7 separate regions of the Mus musculus genome follow, and all the other regions are linked to region 3. Evidence: chromatin contacts called from public ChIA-PET and HiChIP or PLAC-seq data. All regions are on one chromosome and are shown on one strand. Each heading gives the region's core, a stretch centred on a gene start, on an enhancer-like site or on the middle of the called end of the contact. The rest is flanking DNA. Distances are from core to core; before and after follow the strand shown.

Region 1 (2,790 bases), core at 141-2,640, 310 kb after region 3:
TGTGTGCTGAGTTTATGGAGACTTAATCAGACGATGCTTATTATTTGTCATTAAACGTAGCTGGGCATGAATGTGTACATGTGGAGGCCGAGGGTAGATGTCATGTAGTTTATTCCTCTCCACCTTGTTTTTGAGACTAAGTTTCTCACTGTACTTGAAGCTCATCTATTTGGCAAGACCAGCCAGCCAGCAAGGCCCAGGGGTGCCCCTGTCTCTGCTGATACATTTCTGGGACACAGATGCACTTTGCTATTCCTGTTTTTTGTTTTTTGTTTTTAATGTGGGTGCTTGGACCCACACTGAGAAGTTCACGCATATACAGCAAGCCATCTCCTCGGTCCCTTAAGAGTGTCTTTTAAGCTGTCCATTAGTCAAATAAGTTTTAAACCACAGCACTTGGTTTCCAAGTCACGAATAATAGCTTGTGCTAAGACATATCCCAAACTCTAGAAACGCATTTTATCAAAATACCTATCACCTTAAGGAGAACAGGACAAAAACACTTCTGCATACCTGTGTGCTGTGATATTCGTCTGGAGGCCAGATGGTAATGGCAGAAATAGAGAGAAAGCAGTCAAGACACTCGTTAAATGAGTACATCCATGTAGAAGTAAAATAATTACGGCCTTTTCTCTAGCGTATATGTGAATGGCATCTGGGAATTTAAATGAAAGAAAGAAAGGGCAAAATGAAGCCTTCTGAGACAGGATCTTTCCAACTCTCCGCTGCTGTGAGCTCTCGAAATTTAGTCCAGCTATTCAAACAAAATGACTCCGGTTGCCTGCGTGCGTACATTGGGGAGCTAACTCTAGTGTGCTTTCTGGTCAGTACTTGTGCGCCAGCATGCAGAACTTTTGTCTTCCTGTTCTTTCCACATACAGACCACCACAAGCTCCCGGTGGAACAAAGTGGGATTTTCTGCTTAACCTAGACTTTCCCCTGAAAGCCCAGTCCAGCTTTTCTAGAAGCATCTGCCAGTCCCCTAGAAGGTCAGGGAGCTGGCACGTCAACACATGAGAAATACCCACACACTTACTTCATATCCTGCAGGAGAAAAAAAAAAAAGATGGCATGAGAAATTTTGTTTCCACTCATTGAAGTAGTTTATCACCTTATGTCTAGTCTAGAAGGTCTGTGGTCAAAACTTCAAGGACAGGATAATAGTCCAACCTGGGCTTGAGCCTAGGGTTAGGATACCTACAATGAATCCTGGCGGATGTGGATTTACATGTTAGTACCTGAAAGCAGATGCAGCCCCCATCCTGGAATGAATATATGCTTCCAAGGGACTTGTTTCCAGAGCGTGGCGGGAGGAACAACAGAGACAGCTCTGTGCCCACACGCTCAGCCATCTGCTGTTCCAACCACACTCCTTCCCCCTCCCCCCCCCCCCCACTTCCTGCACATGATTCATCTTTGCTTTTCTGCCTTCTTCAAAGATAACTGTGTAGGCACTGAAGGAGGGGAAAGTCATTAAGAAAAGTGGAATCTGGAGTTATGAGGATGAGGTAGGGCAGATTAAACAGTCTGGAATTTCACAAAGCAAACAGTGTGGGGTGCAGACAGGATTCTTGTCTCGCTTCGCGGGCGCATCATTTCAACAGGTCGCATCCCTTTCGAACAGGTCCCACAAGACGGGTACACAAGTTGCTAAAGAACCAAAGAGGAATAAACAACGGAAGTCGAGAGAGGGATTCTGGGTAGTCCAACTAGAACTGCCATACACTTCTATCGCCACCCTGACAGCATCTGGCTGACAGCCGCTGGTTGCTCTTATAGCAGGCTATGGGATCTTTATGGCCTTTTCCAGACAGCAGGTAAAAGAGCTACCATGAAAATCATGCTTTTAAAAGCCAGAGAAGGTGATTGTAACAATATCCCTGACACCAGGGAGCACTGAGGGCAATATGTGGTGTGGGAAGTGTGCAAGTCGGCCTGTGCCTGGGTACTTGGGGATATACGAAACTACACCAAAACTGGAGCTACGTGGGCCTCAGTTCAAATCCCTATTCTGCTTCTAGCCTCTAAAACATCAAATTGATAAATCTCTGAGGGTCTCACTAGTCTCGCGGTGAGGGGGTGTGGGGCGGGGGGAGATTGTGAGATAAAAGGACAAAAGGAGATAATGTATGTAACATACTTATGTGGTCCTGAGACTGGAAGCTAGGTAGTGAGTGGGTGAACAGGAAATGCCACTGTTTGCAGGGCTAGAAATACACGCCTCCTCTCTCTCTCTCTCTCTCTCTCTCTCTCTCTCTCTCTCTCTCTCTCTCTCTCTCTCTCTCTCATTCTCATATCTTGTCATTTCATTCAGTTTCTACTGTGTTCCACATCCTAAGGCTAACAGGGTAAATTACTTCAAGCATTAGAATTTTTTGTACAGTGGTTCTCAAGCTTCCTAATGCTGCAGCCCTTTAGTACAGCGCCTCATGTTGTGGTGACCCCCAACCATAAAGTTATTTTCCTTGATACTTCATAACTGTAATTTGCTATTGTTATGAGTCATGATGTAAATATCTGATAAGCAGGATATTTGACCCCTGTGAAAGGGTCATTAGAATTTACTCCCCCCACCAAAAGGTCACAATGCCCATGTGAGAACCCGTTGATCTAGTGCCTTCTAGGGTGATAGGGGAAAGGTAAACGTGTGGAACCTTTCATTAGGACCACACAGATCACAATGTTCTTATTAATTGAGATAGGTGAAGAAAGGAAAAGACACAGAAGCCTTGTAACCCCTCCCCAACCAGAGCCAGCAGCTCTCTCCCTTGTAGAAGGTGAAGTATGCAA
Region 2 (3,072 bases), core at 97-2,596, 260 kb after region 3:
AAATAAATAAAATGCCTCCAGCATGGTGGTATTGTAGATGAAGTAGAAGGTAACGATTTGTTAATAGTTTTATGTTTCGATGACATGATGGGGCACTATGGTTGTAGAAATCATTCCTGAAGGGCTTAGGCAGACCTGGTTCAAGGTCTCTGAAACTCTGAAAACTCATATCAAGAGGTTGCTCTCGGGAGATCATTAGCTAGGAGTCTAGAATAAATGAATAATTCCTGACTTGACTATGATCTCCATCTACAGACAACGATGTAATGACGATGTTTCTTGAGCCCATAAGAATGGTCTGCTGTAAGTACAATAGAGGTGGGTTTTTTCTTTTTCTTTTTTGAAGACACTGACTTAATTCAACCCAACACTGTAAACCACTCATCATCCCAGGAAGGAAATTGAAGTGATTTCTCTGGTGTCAGTTCACAAAGACATTTCTCAAGAGGAAAATACAAAACGCTTTCATCTTGACTTTTAATTCTCTCATTCTGAACTCGATTACTTTCACGTATCAGTTTGACCTTCATCCGTTTGGGAGCCTTAAAGGTGCCATTGGACTTTTGCAGGTCCTCTTGCTGTAAGAGGGACATGAGGACACTTCTATGGATCCATGCAACCAGACCATTCCCTTCCCTCCCATTGACTAACTTTCCTTGTCAATGAAGCATCCCCATTGGCAAGAAAAATTCATAAACCATGAACCACACTGCTTCATAAAATAATCTAGAACACCATTTTGTGTCTTTAACTCCAGCACTCGGGAGGCAGAGGCAAACAAATCTTCATAAGTTTGAGATCAACTTGGTCTACTGAGCAACTTTCAGGACAGCGGAGTTATATAGAGAAACCCTGTCTGGAAAAAAAAAATCAGATCATTCAAATTCCTAAAGCACATAAACACAAAAATAATTGTTAAAATGGTTGTCCTGTGTGACTTAACAAGCAGGCCATACATGTAATAGTTTAAACAAGCTGGCAAAGATGAATATGAAGTAGCTTGTGGCACCAATGTTGCTTAGTTCTTTGGATCTGGATCAAGTTGACACAGCTGTGGAACTAAGATGGCCTCATTCACATCTCCAGTCTCAGCTGGAACACAGCACAGGGTTCCCATTCTATTCTCTTTGAGGCCAAGTGAAGTGTCTTCCTCAGGTGACCTCTGGTTTCATAGCAGCCAAAGAACAAGTTCCATTGTGCAAATTCAAAAGGCTACGGTATCCTGTTTGCTAATGTCCCACTGTTAAGGAATTTTAATCTACCAACATGGCTGCTCTGGCAAGGGAAAGATCTTCTAGGTCTACATGACTCTGCTGGAATGCAGACATGCCCTGAATTACAATATGACCTGGCTGGACACACCCTTAGTACACACTTTCTATCCCTAACAATGAAGGTAAGGTTAGTTTATAGGAGGCAGCAGCCATGTTTGAAAGTGACATCTAATTGGGGGGTAGACAAAGTGATGAATCAGATAAAGATTTGACAGAATGAGTCGGAGATAGGATACGCCCAACTCACAGGAGAACGGCCCAGGAAAGAGAGGTTACTTAAGAGCAGAAGAAGAGAGGGGGTGGTGGTGGGGTGGGGTGCATATACATGGCAGTTTTACCAGGACAGTTTTACAAAGACAACAGGCAGAAAGAGAACAAGTTAGACATAGGTAAAGACAGAATGAACCAGAGAATGATCCAAAGATTAAAATATATTGCCAAAGTTAGTATAAGGCCAAGCAGAGTAATTCAGGCAGAAATTGAGGGAAGCTAGATTGAAACAACCAGCTTCGAAAACTACATTGTATGGAGGCTAGCAGCTTCCAGGCCTAGGTCTAAGCCTAGGGATAGATAGATGAGAAAAAGAAGCACTCTGGCTCAGTCCACGCTGTGTATTTGTATAGCTTAGGGATGGCTCTCGTGCCGTCCCTTCATCTAAGTAAATAAAAGCAGTATTTACATCCGCACTGGAAAAAAAATATCAACTAAATCAAAGCACAAGGGTAAGAGAGAGAGAGAGAAGAGAGAAGCCCAACATGGTCTTATGCATCTCATCATAGCTACTCAGAAAGCTGACACAGAGACATAAAAGGGTTAAAAGTTCAAGACCAGTCTAGGCAAGATACTGGGATATGGTCTCATAACAAACATCAACAAATGATAACAGGAAATAATCTCTTCTGCTGTACACAGAAACAGCAACATCACAATGACAGAAGACTTTTGTACAAGATGGAAGGGATGGCCACAGCTATCTGCAAACTACCAACAATGTCTCCACTCTGGCCACTGTGCATGGGAACTGATAAGGAGACGTGATGACAGAGTCAGTTGAGCCAGAATGGACCATTGACTATTGTGACCATGAACAAATGAACAATTACTATTCAGGCAACTAATTTCTTAAAATAATCTGCCCAAGCTAACAGAAACAGCATCTGAACCCATACAGTAGATAAATATTCCCTTCTCTTTTTTTTCAATTTCCTGTTTTAAATCCTTTTTTTAAAAGTGTTTTAAAGTAAAATAAATAATGTGATTTTTCTTCTAAATTAATTAAATCTAGCTTTGTAATTTATTGTTGTTGATTTGTTATTTTTGCAATGAGGTCTCACTGTGTAACCAACACTGACCTTGAACTCAGCATCTGTCTGCCTCAGCCTCCACAATGTTGGGACTACACACATAAAGCTACCACTCCCACCGTGCTCATATAGTTTCAACTAGACAGAAAAAGACGAACCAAGTGTTCCAACCAGAAAACCAATTATAGATTAGCAACTTGAACACAGGGTTACTTTCACCATTCCCAGCTACCCTTAGAGAAGGAAGAGGCTTTTGATAGGACAAAACCCAAAGGAGTTGAGAAGATGGCCCGGTCAGCAAGAGCAAGCTAAAAGGCCTGGGTTCAAATTCATAGCACCCAAGAAAAAAAGTAGAGCTTGTCTTTCGTGTATGCTGGGAGGAATTCCAACACTGAGGGGGCAGGGGCAGATAGACTTCCAGAGCTTGCTGCCTGGTTACCCTAACAAAAACAACTCCTCTGTCTGAAGATATTAAGGTGCAGAGCAGTAAAGGA
Region 3 (2,961 bases), core at 103-2,602:
ACATATGAGCTGAGTTAATTATAACACAAATATCCCATAAGCCCAGTACTTAAGGGCTAAGGCTATGATCTGGTGATGGAGGGTTTGCCTTGCCTTGCCTTGCCTTGCCTTGCCTTGCCTTGCCTTGCCTTGCCTTGCCTTGCCTTGCCTTGCCTTGCCTTGCCTTGCCTTGCCTTGCCTTGCCTACGCAAGACCCTAGGTTTGATCTTCAAAAAGTCTCAGTGACTTAACATAATAAGGTTCTATTTCTTGTTGCCCCTCTTCTGTGTCTTTGAAGTCCTGACCATACAGCTCTAATACGGAGAAGGGAACACCTGAGAAAGCTTTGTAGACAGGACTGTGTATCACTCCCTTCTCATACTCAATCACACACACACACACACACACACACACACACACACACACACACACACACCAGACACAAGGCTGCATCTAACTTCAAAGAAGGCTGAGAGGAAGAAAATATAGTCTGCGCATGTGTCTCCAGCTGTGTGGAGAACAGAGAAACACCAAGCCAGTCGGGAAAGCCGTAGCCTGGGCTCACTTCCGACCTTGGTGATTTAATTTACTACACAAGCCTCGAGGTCAGAAGCTCACATCTGTGCTGCCGAGTTAGAATCTACTCTACATATGTATCCTCTTGAGCTTACATACCTTTGGGATCAATGACAAATGTCAGCTTTGATAGTAAAAGCACCAGTTCTGATACAAAATACAGAATCCTCCCGCAAACACTGAGGGATTTGATCACTGGATCGGACTAATAAGTAAAACAGGATAGGCATTAAAATGCTAAACACAGCTGTAATAACACTCAGCTCCAGGGCACTGTCATCGAGTGCTTTTGGGCAAACACAGAAACTCCAACCACCACCCCCCACCCCCGGGTTCACATAATGGAGAATAAAAGAAGAAATACAAAGAACGTATACACAAGGAATGAGACCACTGCATTTGGGGCTATGCTTGACTACCTGCCTTGAGAAGGACTAAGATGAATTCATAAGATTTGCCTGCCCTCAGTCAATAATTGTTAGAAAACTGTCAGGCCAAAGATGGATGACATCATGCAGGGCAAATGAAGATCATTTCCTCCTCCATTGATCGGCACTAGGGATTTGTTTATACCCCAGCTGCCTAGACCTTGTTGTAAGTAACCAGATACTGCAGGTTGGAGAGTGGCTTTCCATTTGCATCACTGGCTACAGAGGGAAGCCAACAGGAAACACGACTGTGATTCAGATAACATGTTTTAATTGAAATCAATACCAGCGCCAGCAAAGCTGCTTGGTACGGCAGTGCTATGCACCAATGGAATAGTTTCATGGTCGCTGCCAGTGACAACTGTTATCAAGAATGAACTAATAACTTCAACCGTGACTCACCCGTGCTTTCTAGGAGGAAGGGAAAAACTCACTGAACCGGTGAAAGTTTTCAATTAGGAAAAACAAATTTACCCTTTGAGGTTTCTATTACACTTTGGTCTTTGACTCAAGTTCAGTTTCAATTTGAGGTTCCATTAGCTGGAGCACCGTGTTCTTCTGATAACCTTCTGGACCCTTTCTGTTTCATTCACATTTCAGATTATACCGGGGTTAAAAACAAAAAAGAAAAAGGATAATTATGATAATTAGTAACTACTGAGCATTTTCTAGTTAGTGAAGCATATTTTAATCAAGGACGAGCAAAACCAGCGAAGCTTATTTGTAAAGAACCAAAATTGAAAACTCATTTCAGCTCTGTGGGCCAACCAGTGTTAATTGCTATTCCTTCATTCTGCTCTTGTTACTGAAAGGGGACACAAATAGTACATACTGAATAGATAGCTCTGTGTCTCGGTAAGCTTTGATTTATGAAAACCAAGTGCAGGTTAAATCTGGTCTGTAGGACCCTGTTGTATGTTCCATGTTTTACCACATAGCCCCGGCTAAGGAAGGTGCTACTATTCTTATTTTCCACATAAATTCATTCACTACAGGCTGTTAATATTGAGTTAAAATATATGGAATAGCAAAGTGTTCTCTATTACCAAAGAAGACCCCACCCCATGGTTCCTACTTGATCATGTTACTGCTCTGTCCAAGAACTAAATTAAAAAGGCCTATAAAAGAGCAAAAGATTAACCCAGGCCTTATCATTTATAAATGCAACCGCTTGTTTAAAGGGTTGCCCAACTCTACCCTCTTGTTGACCTAAACTTGAGTCAAATGATTCAGGATCCAAAGTATGTTAAAAAGTCAGATGACACTAAAATCAAATGCTTTTCAACTATGAAAAGTCCTGAAATAAAGTTTCTTTCTATGGCTCATGAAGCTTCTAAGTCACATGTAGGGCTAATAACTATGCCAAACGTGAAGGCTGTTTGAGAATTTGTTTTATTTCTGGCAAATAGCATGTTCATGAAATCCATGTTTGATTCCCACAAGACTAGGAAGCGTGTGTATTTCTCTAAGACACGGCACCTAACACAAGGAAGTTGTTTGTTTTTTGTTTGTTTGTTTGTTTGTTTGTTTGTTTGTTTGTTTTGGGGTTTTTTTTTAGAAATATGTGTGCCTTTCCTTATAGAATATGAGTGTAATAAATGTAACATATTACTGCTGCTTAAGCAGAGCCTCTAGTCGAATTCTCTAATAGAAAGGAAGATAAATACGAACAAGTATTTGATCTTTGTGCTATTGCTCATAATCAAATGAGAATTAAAACATGTTATAGCCATTCCAAGAAAGAAAGAGTTTAGACAGCAAAGCAAAGGTTTGAGCTCTAACCTATCAAAGCTCATTCTGGAATTCAGCAAGCAGGGACGTTAAGCGAAGGAGATCTCTGTCAATGGAACCTTGATGGGCACAGAGATCTGGGAAAGGGCAAGGAAGGCATCTACATAAATAGATGCTCCTAGATTTGATGAGAGCTTTGAGCAAGAGAGTCAGAATAATGACAGATAAAGTTGGAAAAACACATTAG
Region 4 (2,706 bases), core at 41-2,540, 330 kb after region 3:
ACCCCAGTCACTGATAACAACCCTGGAGATAGCATGATTTTGTTTCTGTTAAAATTGTTTCTATGTGTATAATAGACATTTTTGACTGCCTCATGTAGAGAGAATACCTTGTGTATTGAGTGGCTGCATCATGTGTCAATTAAAAAGCCTATATAGCCTATGGCTTAGGCAGGAAATAGAGGGTGGGGTGTTGGGAGGAGAAAGAAAGAATTCTGGGATAAAACGAGGCACAGGGAGATTCACCACGAAGACGTAACAAGATGGACACATGGTACCTGAGCACAGGTAAATAGCCAAGTGACAGAACATAGGTTAAAATAAATAATAAAATAAATGGGTTATCTCTAGTTATGGTCTAGTCAGAGAAGATCCTAGCTATATAGCCAAGGTAAACAGCCACGTGACAGAACATAGGTTAAGATAAATGGGTTATCTCTAGTTATGGTCTAGTCAGAGAAGATCCTAGCTGTATAGCCAAGGTATCTGTAAATATATTTTAAGTCTGAGTCTTGTTTCTGGGAACATGGGGCTGGGAGGAAGAACCAGCCTAGCTTCTACAGTTTTATATATGTAGGGTACAGAGACACCCAGTGAATCAGATACAGGACCCAAACTTAGACAACTTGCCACTAATTGTGGCAATGCGGTATAGTTTGATCTTCTAGAAGGCAGTTTCAAGACCAGAGAACTAATGTACAAAAATCATTGCCACTGTGTATGATACCTCATAAGAACCCAATAGAAAAATGTTAATGACTTCAGCTAGCTCATTTCTGGTAGGACCATGGAAATGGGTTTTTCTATGATTCACAGTCACAGGAAAATAAAATCAAGAGAGCCACAAAAACTCCTCATAAATTAAAAAAAAAAAAGTCACTACACCAACACATAGCAAAGACTGTCAGATTCCCTCTAGTCCATAAGAATGGAAACTTCTGGAATCAATTTTAAGGATACAATGTCATTGCTGCTTAGATATTGCTAGGCAAAATGACTTTGCTATTCTTATAGCTTGGGTTAGATAGCCATTTCCAGGTAAGAGCTAAGCCAGGCTTGCTACATGTCTATTTCTATAAGGAAACAAAACAAAACAAAACCCAAACAGGTATATATCCATTTTGATCTGATTTGGTATAACTTTAAGAGCCACAGCAGAAGAGGGAACTCTAAAATTTTCCATAGGTAAGAGTTCTGGCATAGAATTCTTGATTTCCCTCACCGCCTTCAGCAGCCAGGACTTCAGATCTGAACAATGGTTAATGTTTAAAAAGGCACAGTGTGTTCTGTTTCATGACCTGTTCATTTCCCTTCCCTGCCAGTGCAGGCCTCAAGTAAGAGCTTGTTACAGGGCATGAAAAGACACAGGGAGTGATACTCAGGTCACAGGGAAGTTGCTTGAAGACGAGGGAGCTGTATCTCCAAGGAAACACTCCAAATGAGTTGCTGTGGGCCACCGTGGGCGTGGGTTTACTGTAGCTTATGGAAATAACCCACAGCACCCACTGAGATGTGTGTATAGATTGCAGTCAGGAAATGGAGGGAATCCTGCATTAAGCCGAAACGGTGGGATTTAAAAATGCCTAAGAGCGACTCTCTGGGTGGAATCTGGTCAGAGCACCCATCAGCTTTCCCTCTCATCAGCAGTTGGGAGAAAAATTACATACTTTGGATATCCAAACCCGAATCCAGGGTGTTCAGCCCTTCAGCTATCTACCTTTCTGTAATTAACCCTATTTGTCACCAATCCTCATACTACATGCTGTGAGGGCCAGCCAGTGCAGACCCTAACATCTCCTATAAACGAAACATTCAGTCCTTTCCCCACCAACCCTATTTGTTCTACTTTCAGTCTTTATATAACTCCCAACTCATCTTTTCCTGTGACCTCATCGACTGGTCCTTGTCACATCAGACCATCACCAGTTATCCGTCAACTCCGTGCTCACTCTGACTGTGTATTGACTTGGACCTGGCACCGGACTTGGTTCTGAGGATACATAGGTAAATTCCAGTCACGGCCCTCTTGGAGGTCATGGTTCAGGTGGAGAAGATAAAATAAAATATGTTGAGGGCAAAGGTCAAGCCTGGCATGTGGAAGCCAGTCATTCTCCAGGGTGTTAGATGGCTTCCTGGAAAGACCGATGCCAGAGCTGAGGATTCTGGGAAGAGGAAGCTTCGAGAAGGTGAAAAAAGGTGGGAATATGTAGATAGGTTGGCAACGGGTAGGGTGAATTGGAGGCCATGTCGTGCTGGCATCTTGAACTTCTGCTTGACGAGAGGGACTCTGAATATGCCAGTCTTTCCCTACAGTTGAATGAAATGAACTCTCCCATGGCCTTTGGTTGTTTGTTTGGTTGTTTGTTTGGTTTTGTTTTTCTGTCTTTTTTCTCTGTGGATCTATTCCAGTCCCCAACGAGTTTTCAAGGAATATGCTCCACCATTCCCAGCAGCACTTTGCCAGGTCACTGACCCACCTCGTGCCACACTGCCCACCATTGCCCTCAAGATTCTAGAAGCCAGTGGAAAAATGTCTCATGGTTTCAGCTGCAAGCCTCCGATCAGCCGTCAGGTGGACCCGAGAGCTCATGAGGTTCTGACTCAGCACAGACATGTGTGCCCGAGTGGAAAAACCATGCCAAGCCCACACAAAAATTCTATGAGTCCCCACAAGCTTTCGACTGCTTTTGACTTTTAGCTTTTCTATGA
Region 5 (2,717 bases), core at 102-2,601, 350 kb after region 3:
AACAGAAGCCAGAGATTTAGCTTTCGATGTAAAAACGCTTTTTGAAGTCTTAGCACCACATTTAGAAACGAAGAGACTCTAGAGACCAAGTCATCTGTTGAGTTTGTAACTCAGGCTAAGAGCAGAGCAGCTAGGTTGGTCAAGCTTGGAATGGGGAGGGATGCAGGGAAGAGGGATGGGGAGGGATGTAGGGAAGAGGAATGGGGAGGGATGTAGGGAAGAGGATGGGAAGGGATGTAGGGAAGAGGAATGGGAAGGGGTGTAGGGAAGAGGAATGGGAAGGGATGTAGGGAAGAGGAATGGGAAGGGTTGTAGGGAAGAGGAATGGGGAGGGATGTAGGGAAGAGGAATGGGAAGGGATGCAGGGAAGAGGAATGGGAAGGGTTGTAGGGAAGAGGAATGGGGAGGGATGTAGGGAAGAGGAATGGGAAGGGTTGTAGGGAAGAGGAGTGGGAAGGGATGTAGGGAAGAGGAATGGGGAGGGATGTAGGGAAGAGGAATGGGAAGGGATGCAGGGAAGAGGAATGGGAAGGGATGTAGGGAAGAGGAATGGGGAGGGATGTAGGAAAGAGGAATGGGGAGGGATGTAGGGAAGAGGAATGGGGAGGGGTGCAGGGAAGGGGGGTTAAGAGGGTTGCTTCTTGGGGGGCTGGAGAGATGGCTCAGTGGTTAAGAGCACTGACTGCTCTTCCAGAGGTCCTGAGTTCAATTCCCAGCACCCACATGGTGGCTCACAACCATCTGCAATGGAATCTGATCCCCTCTTCTAGTGTGTGTCTGAAGACAGCAACAGAGTACTCACATACATAAACAAATCTTTAAAAAAAAAAAAAAAAAGAGGGTTGCTTCTCGGTGCCCGATGCTTCTGTTAAAGGTCAATACAGTGCAGGGGTTCACATTTCCAGCATCTTCTCTTTTAAGCTTTATTTCTTTTATATATGTGAAGAACACTGTCCCTGTCCTCAGATGCACCAGAAGAGGGTATCGGATCCCGTTACAGCCACCTTGTGGTTGCTGGGACTTGAACTCAGGACCCCTGGAAGAGTAGTCAGTGCTCTTAACCTCTGAGCCATCTCTCCAGATCCATTTCTAGTTTTTTGTGTTTTATTTTTTAAACATTGTCAGTGCCATTACTTCCCTTGCTGGGTCCACAAGACCCTCTGTGGTTAAGCTGGGCTTTGATGTGCTCTCTGAAAAGTAGCTGTCACTTAGAAACAAGAGTCAGGCCGTCCTGCTCCTTTTAAATGTATTTTTTTTTTTTTTCTGTTCACGTCTGGAGCCACATCAAATCCCGCGCCTTTTGCCTTAATCACGGTTTAAAGGTGAAAACGAAACTGGTGACAGTCTCCGGCTGGTGCTGCAGTGCGAGGAAGCCACCCAAGGAAGCCACCCGGGGAGGCTGACACTCTGGTTCCCCATCTATCTCCCCTCCTCACGGCAAAAACCAAGACTCCCTCCTCTTGCTCAATGAAAGTGGTGAATCGAGGGGGGTTTAATAACTTTGAACTCTCTGTGTGATTTCTGCCTTTGACACAGACATTATTAGAGAGTCCCGAAGAAACACATCCCCCCACCCTCCCACCCCCACCCCCGCTCGCAACACCAAGTTTCTAAATGATTCATCTCAAAGACCTTGATATTCAATCCAGGTGTAGGAATAAACAGTACAGCCCTCCGGCTCTATCCCGGGGCTTGGACAGGCTTCAGTGAAATTCTATAGCGAAGGCCCAGCCGCTTCCCTGACTGTCTCTTTGTTCTACTAACTTTTTATCTCTGAAAAGCAAAGGGATTTCCTCCAGGGATTAAGGAGAGGAAACAACCTGAGGTAGGATAGTGTTTCATTAGAACTAATTCAGGCAAAAGTATCCTGAAGCCATCTCAGCAAAAAAAGTCCTTCGTCCCAACCTTGGACTGCTCCCTGAAATCCAACATCCAGCCGGAGAAACACGCCTCGCCCAGGGAGCTCTCCCCTTCTCCTGTCTCCCCAGCCGGAGGATCCTGGGCAAACAGAATAAGGCGGAAGAGCGTCTCATCAGAAAACACGCCTTCCCGCCTCCTCCTCCCCCCCTCAGTATTTTTTAATTTCAAAACTTTTAACAGGTACTACTTTGTGGACACGAAATTATTTTTCGAAATAGTTTTAAAAGCAGTAGACGGGTTTGGTTTGAAGTAAAGAGACAGAGGGGGAGGTCTCCCCCCACCCAATCCGCCTGCCTCCTTCTCTTCCTCTCTTCCCCTCCCTTTCCTCAGCTCCTGTTCCGGATTAATCTTTTTTCGTGGCAGCTCAGATACAACCGGACGAAGAACTGGAGAGCGGGTGTGCTGGCCGAGGTTTCTGGCCTCTGTTCTCCTTTTTTATCGCAAGCCTGAAGTCTGCAGGATTAAGTGTGACAATACAGGATGAGACCCGGGGTTAAAGAGGGCTAGTGCGTTAGCTCAGCGGTAGAAGGCTCGCCTAGCAAGCGCAGGGGTCTGAGTTCCAAGAGGTGGGGGGTGGGGGTGGGGGGTGGGGGTGGCAGTGCAATGGCAGCCTGGCTCACGCATCTTCTGCCTCCCCTAAGAGTAGATGAAAAGCATACATTTTAGCCAGGACTAAAACACTAACATTTTACAGTTCAATTTGTCACCACCCACTTGGAAATCTTCAGTGATAACTGTCATGGCCGGTCTCTAAGGCCACCACATTTCAAATATTTCGGGAAGTGAAACAAGTGCTT
Region 6 (3,096 bases), core at 59-2,558, 390 kb after region 3:
AGTACCCAGACAGATACTGCAGAGCACCCAGACAGATACTGCAGAGCACCCAGACAGATACTGCAGAGTACCCAGACAGATACTGCAGAGTACCCAGACAGATACTGCAGAGTACCCAGACAGATACTGCAGAGTACCCAGACAGATACTGCAGAGTACCCAGACAGATACTGCAGAGTACCCAGACAGATACTGCAGAGCACCCAGACAGACACCTCAGAGCCACCCAGACAGACACCTCAGAGCACCCAGACAGACACTGCAGAGCCACCCAGACAGACACTGCAGAGCCACCTAAACAGTGCTTGAAAACACACCAACCTGCCCGTTTACTGTAAGCCAACAACATATTTGGTTTTTAGAAATCATATGTGCTAAACTTACAAATCAAATGCAGCCTTATTCGCTGTAGCAAAGTTTAAAAACCTTAAAGAGAACCTGACCTTCTCCAAATGACGCCGTGAGTAAGCCTGGGGACGTAGTACAGGGAGAGGGAAGGAAGGCTGGGTGCCAGCGCCCCGTGACTTACGGGCGCTCCTGCATTATTCTTAAAACTATTTATTTATATTATCTGTGTGGACGTTTACGCTGCATGCAGAAGAAGATGGGTGCCCTGGAACGGGAGTTACAGATAGTTGTTAGTGGTCAATGTGGGTGCTGGGAATTGAACTCGGGTACTTTGGAAGAGAAACCAGTGCTCTTAACATACTCTCCAGCCTGCACGTGCATCTAAAGCTGTCAAAGTTGTACATTTTGGCTGAGGGACATTTGAATTTGCAGACACTGTGTTCTTTCAAATAAGTCCTTCCAAATCTTTGCTTACATAAGCAGTTAGGAACTGAAATAACTCTGAACTAGTTACACAATGTTGTCTAGTAACCAGGATGTACTGTTGCCACAACACCCGTGGAAATATTCTGTCTGCAAGTCTACTCTCCCTGTGTCCGCAGATGTGTCAACACAACATTGCTTTATAGGTAGTATGTACCATATGGTCCATGAAAGTGGGCAACGGCTCTCTTCCCTCAAACAGGCTGATGTAAAAAATCTTTTGCAAAAGAGAAACCAAGCGTGCTCTGCTGAGAAATGTGACTCTAAATGACATTTAGCAGGGCACTCCCCAAAGTCACAGAAAAGGCAGAGAATTTCCTTCCCCTGGTTCCAGAACCTAAGACAAGAAAACTATGATTATTTTTCTGTCCTTGGCTCTTTGTCAAAATGAGGTTGAGGCAGAAGATATTCCCAGCTGCCCTGAGATTATGCAAGGCTACACCTTACTGTCCCCTGGGAGAGGAGATAGGGAATCCCACAGCTGACATCCAATCTGTCAGGAAATCCTCTTGGCTCTGCCTTCAAAATATCTTCAGAAGCCTGCCATCTCTGACCCTCCCTTGCTCCTGCCTGTGTCAAGCCACTACTGCCTGAAGTCCATTAGTTCCTTAGTTTTCTAGGTCCTTGCCCCCAGTGCCACTGCGGCACTTACTCAGGCGGCACCTGCCATGTGACAGGTGTCTTGACCACACTCCTGCAGCCTCTCGCTATTGCCCAGAGTGCTTTTCTGCACTTTTGCAGCGTTTTTGATCCACTATCCTAAAAAGACTCTGTTTTTAACTGAGACTTCCCTGTTTCTCTGAGTGGGATGTAGAATTGAACTTTTCTGGACAGGTTTTAATTTATTGCTTCCTTTTCATTTCTTTAAAGCTGAGAATGGGGAATGACCACGGAGCAGTTCCTCAAGAAATACTTATTGCGGGAGGGACATGGACGCATATGAGAGCGAAGCCTGGCAGGATTCGGCCATATCTGCCACCTGTTGGTAAGGCAATGTAAAGGCCCCAATGTGCCACCTGTGAAGGAAAAAGGCTAAGGCAAGACAATCTCCAAGCCAGCTCAGGGAGGGAGGAACAAGGAGAGACCGTATGCGGGTGGGGGTGGGGAGACAGGATGCAAGGAGGAGGGATCAGAAGTAGATTACTGTGCATTTTATTATCATGGTGCACATTTTCAAAAAATTTTAAAGGAACATACTTGCATTCTTACCTGAAATATTCCAGTTTGAAAACACACAAACAAACTACAATAACAAATCCTACCCATCTCTGCTCAGGCTAACGGCTGATTTCTCTGGGAAAAGTCTTCTATTGCCTTCTCTAGGTGACTGATCATCTCTTTGGGAACACTGCCCCCACCAACATTTCCGTGACAATTCCCCATACAGGACATGAGGGGAACTCTCCAGCTGACATGTGTTCCGTCCACTGCTGTCTTCCTTCCCCTGCCCAGGGTGGGCGCTGTTGGGCCTTCTCACGGGAGCAACTTGCTGTGCTTCTCTGGGCGGCCTGTCTTTATTTTGGCTAATGGTTTAAAGAACTGCACATTCTGGGATTTTTTTCCCCCTATAATGTAACTTGAAAGTCTCAGTTTATTATAAATAACTAATTTGACCTGAATGCTGTCTCTAACTCTAAAGAAAGGCATAGTTATATTTGCACTATGCATTGTGCTCAGGATTGAGATAAGGAATCCAGTGTTTTAGCAATCCACAGAACGACGGTGAGAGTTCTGACTTCAGTTTCTTCATCTACTTTTAGGACAAATAATAAAATGAATACAGTAGGCTAAGTTGTGGGTGGTGGCGCACACCTTTAATCCCAGCACTTATGAGGCAGAGGCAGAGGGATTTCTGAGCTATAGGCCAGCCTGGACTACAGAGAGAGTTCCAGGGCAGCCAGGGCTATACAGAAAAGCCCTGTCTCAAAAGACAAAACAAAACCAAAACCCCCCAAACAACAACAATAACAAAAACCCCAAACCGTCAAAAAACTTTAAGACTACAATTTACCTGAAGGTAACAGGTTTCTTTGTGTGTGTGTGTGGGTGTGGTGTGGTGTGGTGGGGGTGGGGTGTATATGCCTGTAGTTGGCAGTATGTAGGTAAATGTAGAAACCAGAGGTTGAATTCAGGTGTCATTCTGGGAAGCCATCCACTTTGTTTTTTGAGATTAGGTCTCTGACTAGCCTGGAACTTGCTAAGCCGGCAAGATCGTCTGGTCAGTGAACCCTCATATCTGGGCTCTCCTCAGCTTGGATTACTGGC
Region 7 (3,000 bases), core at 27-2,526, 430 kb after region 3:
TAATATATATGAATGTCTTTTCAAGACAGGGTTTCTCTGTGTAGCCCTGGCTGTCCTGGAACTTACTCTATAGACCAGGCTGGTCTTGAACTCAGAACTGTGTCTTTCTTCTCAGTGTTGAGATTACAGGTATATGTCACCATACTCAACAATGATTTATGTATTTGTCGGAAATGTTTTAAACAAGAAGATTCTAGAGCTCCTAAATGAATGATAACAATCAAAGGATGCTCCAGGCACAGGGGTGTCAGGCACAGGGTTGTCAGGCATAGGGGTGTCAGGCACAGGGGTGTCAGCAGGGTCTCTGGGGCCCTTAAAAACCCTGGCTGGGCAGGGACTGTGGGGCTAATAATGAACTTCTGATATACTCCACTGTGTTTCTTTCGGATTTACATAGATATTTCTAACCATCTCCCAAAGCTTCTGACATATTGTGCATATCTCCAGGTTACAAATGATTGTTCAAAAAGAGGGCATAATTTTGAGTTGAATTTTGAGAAACTTGTGTGAAATAGTTTGTCTTTAAAACCAAGGCAGTGGGGTTGGGGATTTAGTTCAGTGGTAAAGCACTTGCCTAGCAAGCAGAAGGCCCTGGGTTCTATCCTCAGCTATGGGAACAAACAAACAAACAAACAAACCTAAATACATAAATAAATAAACAAATAAATAAAATAGAACCTGGGCAGTATATCTGTGACCCTAATGAGTACAGGTCCCTAGGGAGTTGAAACATCGCCCCAAAAGGTGCATTAAGAGCAGGCAGGCCTCAGCACCTTCCACAGCTCCAACCCAGACCCCATCAGTGTTTGCACCTCTTACCTATCAAGAACCCACAGTCTAACAGTTCTGTCCCTCGAGGCAGAGGCTAATAGGTTTCCTTGTGGCGAGAACTGCAGGCTGGTTACAACATCCTTGTGGCCCACGTATCTGTAAGCTCTAGCGTGTGGCTTCAAACTCCATAGCATGAGAAAGGTGTCCCACGAAGCAGTAGCTGTCAGGAAAGAGGAGAACAGGCCGGTGTTGAGATACACGCACGCCTTATCAATAACAAGAAGACAGAGAACTTGGGGGTTGTGGGCTGGCCAGGTAATGACAGAAATATTTTATTATTTAAAAATATTTAAATTTTATTATGGGTCTTCTAAGTTGGTAGTGCCCTGCTACCCAGCAGGGTACTAGCCGCAGTGACTTAGGCAAGCTCAGGGACTGTGCCCTACAAGTAGGAGCACACTGGAGCAAAGTGCATTAGTCACCCTCCCTCAGTGTTACAGAGGGACAAATGAGGTACTTAAAAAAACTATGTGGATATGAGCTCACACAGAAGTCATATCTTAAATAGCACTACTACACCCTTAGCCCAATCCCACCTGTTAATATTTTATCTGTCTGTCTTTGGTTCTCTTTGTACATGAACACGTGTGTATGCAGAGACATTTTTTTTCTTGAACCATTTGAAGACGTGTTGTATAGATCACAGCATCCTCATTCCTAAAAGTTTCTGTGTGCTTGAGCTAAGAGTGTGGCTTCTCTCCCACAGTCACAGGATGGGTAAGCTTAGGACACTATCACCCACCGAGACACCCTACCTTTGTCAACTGAACCAGAAACGCTTTAAAGCTCGGTGAGATGACCTTAAAAATCTGTTTCTGCTCTGTAACTTTATGACACTTGATGATTAATCAAAAGAACTGAGTCAGAGGTTAGCTTAAAAATCGTTAAGTGGAGGAAATATGAATGTGATCAAGAGCGGAAATAAATTCCTTGACAAAGGTGGATTTAATTCATGCCTACAAAACAAGTTCTGTTATACACACATCCCAGAACAGGCCCAACAACGAGGCCTCGCAGGGCCAAGAGGGCATGGCAAGACAAACACACATACCTTGGTCCAAGTGTAGTATGAAACTGCACTTGGGTTTGGAAAAGAGGGTATTTCATGATCTGGGAGAGGAAAATTGTCACTGTCATGGGAGAAGAGATTTCCCTTTTCACATGAATCCATTCTGTATGCATTACAGATAAAATGTCATGGTAAGCTTTGAGAGAACCTAGAGTAGTTTTCTGACTGAGGGTGGCTAAGTTTGCATAAACAGCATATATAAACTATTCAGCATAAAGAGAATGACATTTTGTGCTGCAGTTAAATGAAAAAAAAGTTTGTTCCTTGAAAAAAAAAATCTATCACTGTAAGCAGTGTGTGGCAGCACAGGCCTTTAAATCCCAGTGCTTGGAGGAAGAAGCAGGCCATCTTCATGAGTTCGAGGACAGCCTGGCCTACATAGTTTCAGGCCTCTCAAGGCTGTATATTTCAACAGGCTTCAACCCTTGCTGTAGAAAGAAGGAAAGAAAGGAAGGAACAAAGAAAGGAAGGAAAAAAAGAGAGAGAACCCCAAAATAAAACAAAACCTCCCACTACTTTGCTGAGCATGATTGATCATGTCTGCAATCCCAGCACTCAAGAGTTGGAAGCAAAAAGAGCATACATGACTTAGAGTCTAGCCTGGGCTACAAAGAGTACATTACACGTCAGACTGAGCTACAAAGTAAGTCTCTCTCTCTCTCTCTCTCTCTCTCTCACACACACACACACACACACACACACACACTACACATACACACATACTACACACACACACACATACACACACACACCCTTATCCAAACGTTCACATTGAATGAGACACTGAGTAGGTCAGTCCCTGAGGACATGCACCGAGCAGAACTCTCCCATCATGCCGGCTGGTATCAGAAGTGGAATATACACCTATCCTTTAACTCAGCAGCTACACTCCAAGTTGTACATCAAACAGAACTATGTACATTTCACAAATAACATGTCAGTGTTTGTAGCAGTACTGTTCAAAGTATTCCAAACTAGAAACTCATTACCCATCACACAAAGTAGATACGGTTATGCAGTAGTCCTTGCATAACTAAGTCTCACTTATATAATGCCTAAGAAGCAAATTAGGAAGTAAGTTATGAACTTAGGAAAACAGA

The links. ChIA-PET counts read pairs in DNA pulled down with a chosen protein or histone mark. HiChIP or PLAC-seq counts read pairs in DNA pulled down with a chosen protein or histone mark.
Region 1: a contact with region 3 is called in a FOXA1 HiChIP or PLAC-seq map of pancreatic cancer cells. The contact joins two enhancer-like sites. A contact is called at or near these places in 13 of 39 promoter capture datasets (the 3T3-L1 cell line, 3T3-L1-derived adipocytes, the C10 cell line and 8 more), 2 of 15 datasets of contacts at CTCF or cohesin (CD8 T cells and the NIH/3T3 cell line), 4 of 484 Hi-C or Micro-C datasets (bladder smooth muscle, bone marrow-derived macrophages, dorsal root ganglion neurons and 1 more) and 4 of 115 datasets of contacts at active chromatin or transcription factors (embryonic stem cells, hepatocytes, liver and 1 more).
Region 2: a contact with region 3 is called in an HNF4G HiChIP or PLAC-seq map of pancreatic cancer cells. The contact joins two enhancer-like sites. A contact is called at or near these places in 1 of 39 promoter capture datasets (neural stem cells), 1 of 15 datasets of contacts at CTCF or cohesin (the NIH/3T3 cell line), 3 of 484 Hi-C or Micro-C datasets (bone marrow-derived macrophages, embryonic fibroblasts and nephron progenitors), 6 of 115 datasets of contacts at active chromatin or transcription factors (embryonic basal ganglia, embryonic hindbrain, hepatocytes and 3 more) and 1 of 9 other capture datasets (embryonic stem cells).
Region 4: a contact with region 3 is called in an REV-ERBa ChIA-PET map of liver, with 4 times the contacts expected there. The contact joins two enhancer-like sites. A contact is called at or near these places in 2 of 484 Hi-C or Micro-C datasets (bone marrow-derived macrophages and liver) and 5 of 115 datasets of contacts at active chromatin or transcription factors (craniofacial prominence, embryonic stem cells, hepatocytes and 1 more).
Region 5: a contact with region 3 is called in a FOXA1 HiChIP or PLAC-seq map of pancreatic cancer cells. The contact joins two enhancer-like sites. A contact is called at or near these places in 1 of 15 datasets of contacts at CTCF or cohesin (CD8 T cells), 2 of 484 Hi-C or Micro-C datasets (bone marrow-derived macrophages and liver) and 9 of 115 datasets of contacts at active chromatin or transcription factors (bone marrow-derived macrophages, craniofacial prominence, embryonic basal ganglia and 6 more).
Region 6: an H3K27ac ChIA-PET map of liver shows a contact between it and region 3, with 11 times the contacts expected there. The contact joins two enhancer-like sites. A contact is called at or near these places in 2 of 484 Hi-C or Micro-C datasets (bone marrow-derived macrophages and liver), 5 of 115 datasets of contacts at active chromatin or transcription factors (the 230-238 cell line, CD8 T cells, heart atrium and 2 more) and 2 of 9 other capture datasets (adipose tissue and embryonic stem cells).
Region 7: a FOXA1 HiChIP or PLAC-seq map of pancreatic cancer cells shows a contact between it and region 3. The contact joins two enhancer-like sites. A contact is called at or near these places in 15 of 39 promoter capture datasets (the 3T3-L1 cell line, 3T3-L1-derived adipocytes, the HPC-7 cell line and 11 more), 1 of 15 datasets of contacts at CTCF or cohesin (the NIH/3T3 cell line), 3 of 115 datasets of contacts at active chromatin or transcription factors (bone marrow-derived macrophages, embryonic stem cells and pancreatic cancer cells) and 1 of 9 other capture datasets (embryonic stem cells).

Annotation. Positions count from the first base shown.
Region 1 is chr10:99,240,896-99,243,685 of GRCm38.p6, reverse strand. No RefSeq gene overlaps it. Among named protein-coding and RNA genes, the nearest start is that of Gm34777, 9.2 kb to the right of the region's middle. Within about 2 kb of position 1,390, at least 147 of the 459 cell types and tissues checked have an H3K27ac peak or open chromatin away from gene starts, as enhancers often do. A contact at or near this core is called in pancreatic cancer cells, where this site is marked.
Region 2 is chr10:99,291,560-99,294,631 of GRCm38.p6, reverse strand. No RefSeq gene overlaps it. Among named protein-coding and RNA genes, the nearest start is that of Gm34921, 22 kb to the right of the region's middle. Within about 2 kb of position 1,346, at least 8 of the 459 cell types and tissues checked have an H3K27ac peak or open chromatin away from gene starts, as enhancers often do. A contact at or near this core is called in pancreatic cancer cells, where this site is marked.
Region 3 is chr10:99,554,427-99,557,387 of GRCm38.p6, reverse strand. No RefSeq gene overlaps it. Among named protein-coding and RNA genes, the nearest start is that of Gm20110, 53 kb to the left of the region's middle. Within about 2 kb of position 1,352, at least 36 of the 459 cell types and tissues checked have an H3K27ac peak or open chromatin away from gene starts, as enhancers often do. A contact at or near this core is called in hepatocytes, liver and pancreatic cancer cells, where this site is marked.
Region 4 is chr10:99,221,580-99,224,285 of GRCm38.p6, reverse strand. It overlaps Gm34574 (a long non-coding RNA gene), which reads left to right. Exons shown (of 5, transcript XR_871997.2): 3 at 1,850-2,001. Among named protein-coding and RNA genes, the nearest start is that of Gm34574, 9.2 kb to the left of the region's middle. Within about 2 kb of position 1,290, at least 17 of the 459 cell types and tissues checked have an H3K27ac peak or open chromatin away from gene starts, as enhancers often do. A contact at or near this core is called in hepatocytes and liver, where this site is marked.
Region 5 is chr10:99,203,370-99,206,086 of GRCm38.p6, reverse strand. No RefSeq gene overlaps it. Among named protein-coding and RNA genes, the nearest start is that of Gm34574, 27 kb to the left of the region's middle. Within about 2 kb of position 1,351, at least 232 of the 459 cell types and tissues checked have an H3K27ac peak or open chromatin away from gene starts, as enhancers often do. A contact at or near this core is called in liver and pancreatic cancer cells, where this site is marked.
Region 6 is chr10:99,167,748-99,170,843 of GRCm38.p6, reverse strand. All of the region lies in intron 10 of Poc1b (POC1 centriolar protein B), which reads right to left. Among named protein-coding and RNA genes, the nearest start is that of Galnt4, 61 kb to the right of the region's middle. Within about 2 kb of position 1,308, at least 79 of the 459 cell types and tissues checked have an H3K27ac peak or open chromatin away from gene starts, as enhancers often do. A contact at or near this core is called in hepatocytes and liver, where this site is marked.
Region 7 is chr10:99,122,822-99,125,821 of GRCm38.p6, reverse strand. Poc1b (POC1 centriolar protein B) reads right to left here. Exons shown (of 12, transcript NM_027740.7): 3 at 820-991. Among named protein-coding and RNA genes, the nearest start is that of Galnt4, 16 kb to the right of the region's middle. Within about 2 kb of position 1,276, at least 11 of the 459 cell types and tissues checked have an H3K27ac peak or open chromatin away from gene starts, as enhancers often do. A contact at or near this core is called in pancreatic cancer cells, where this site is marked.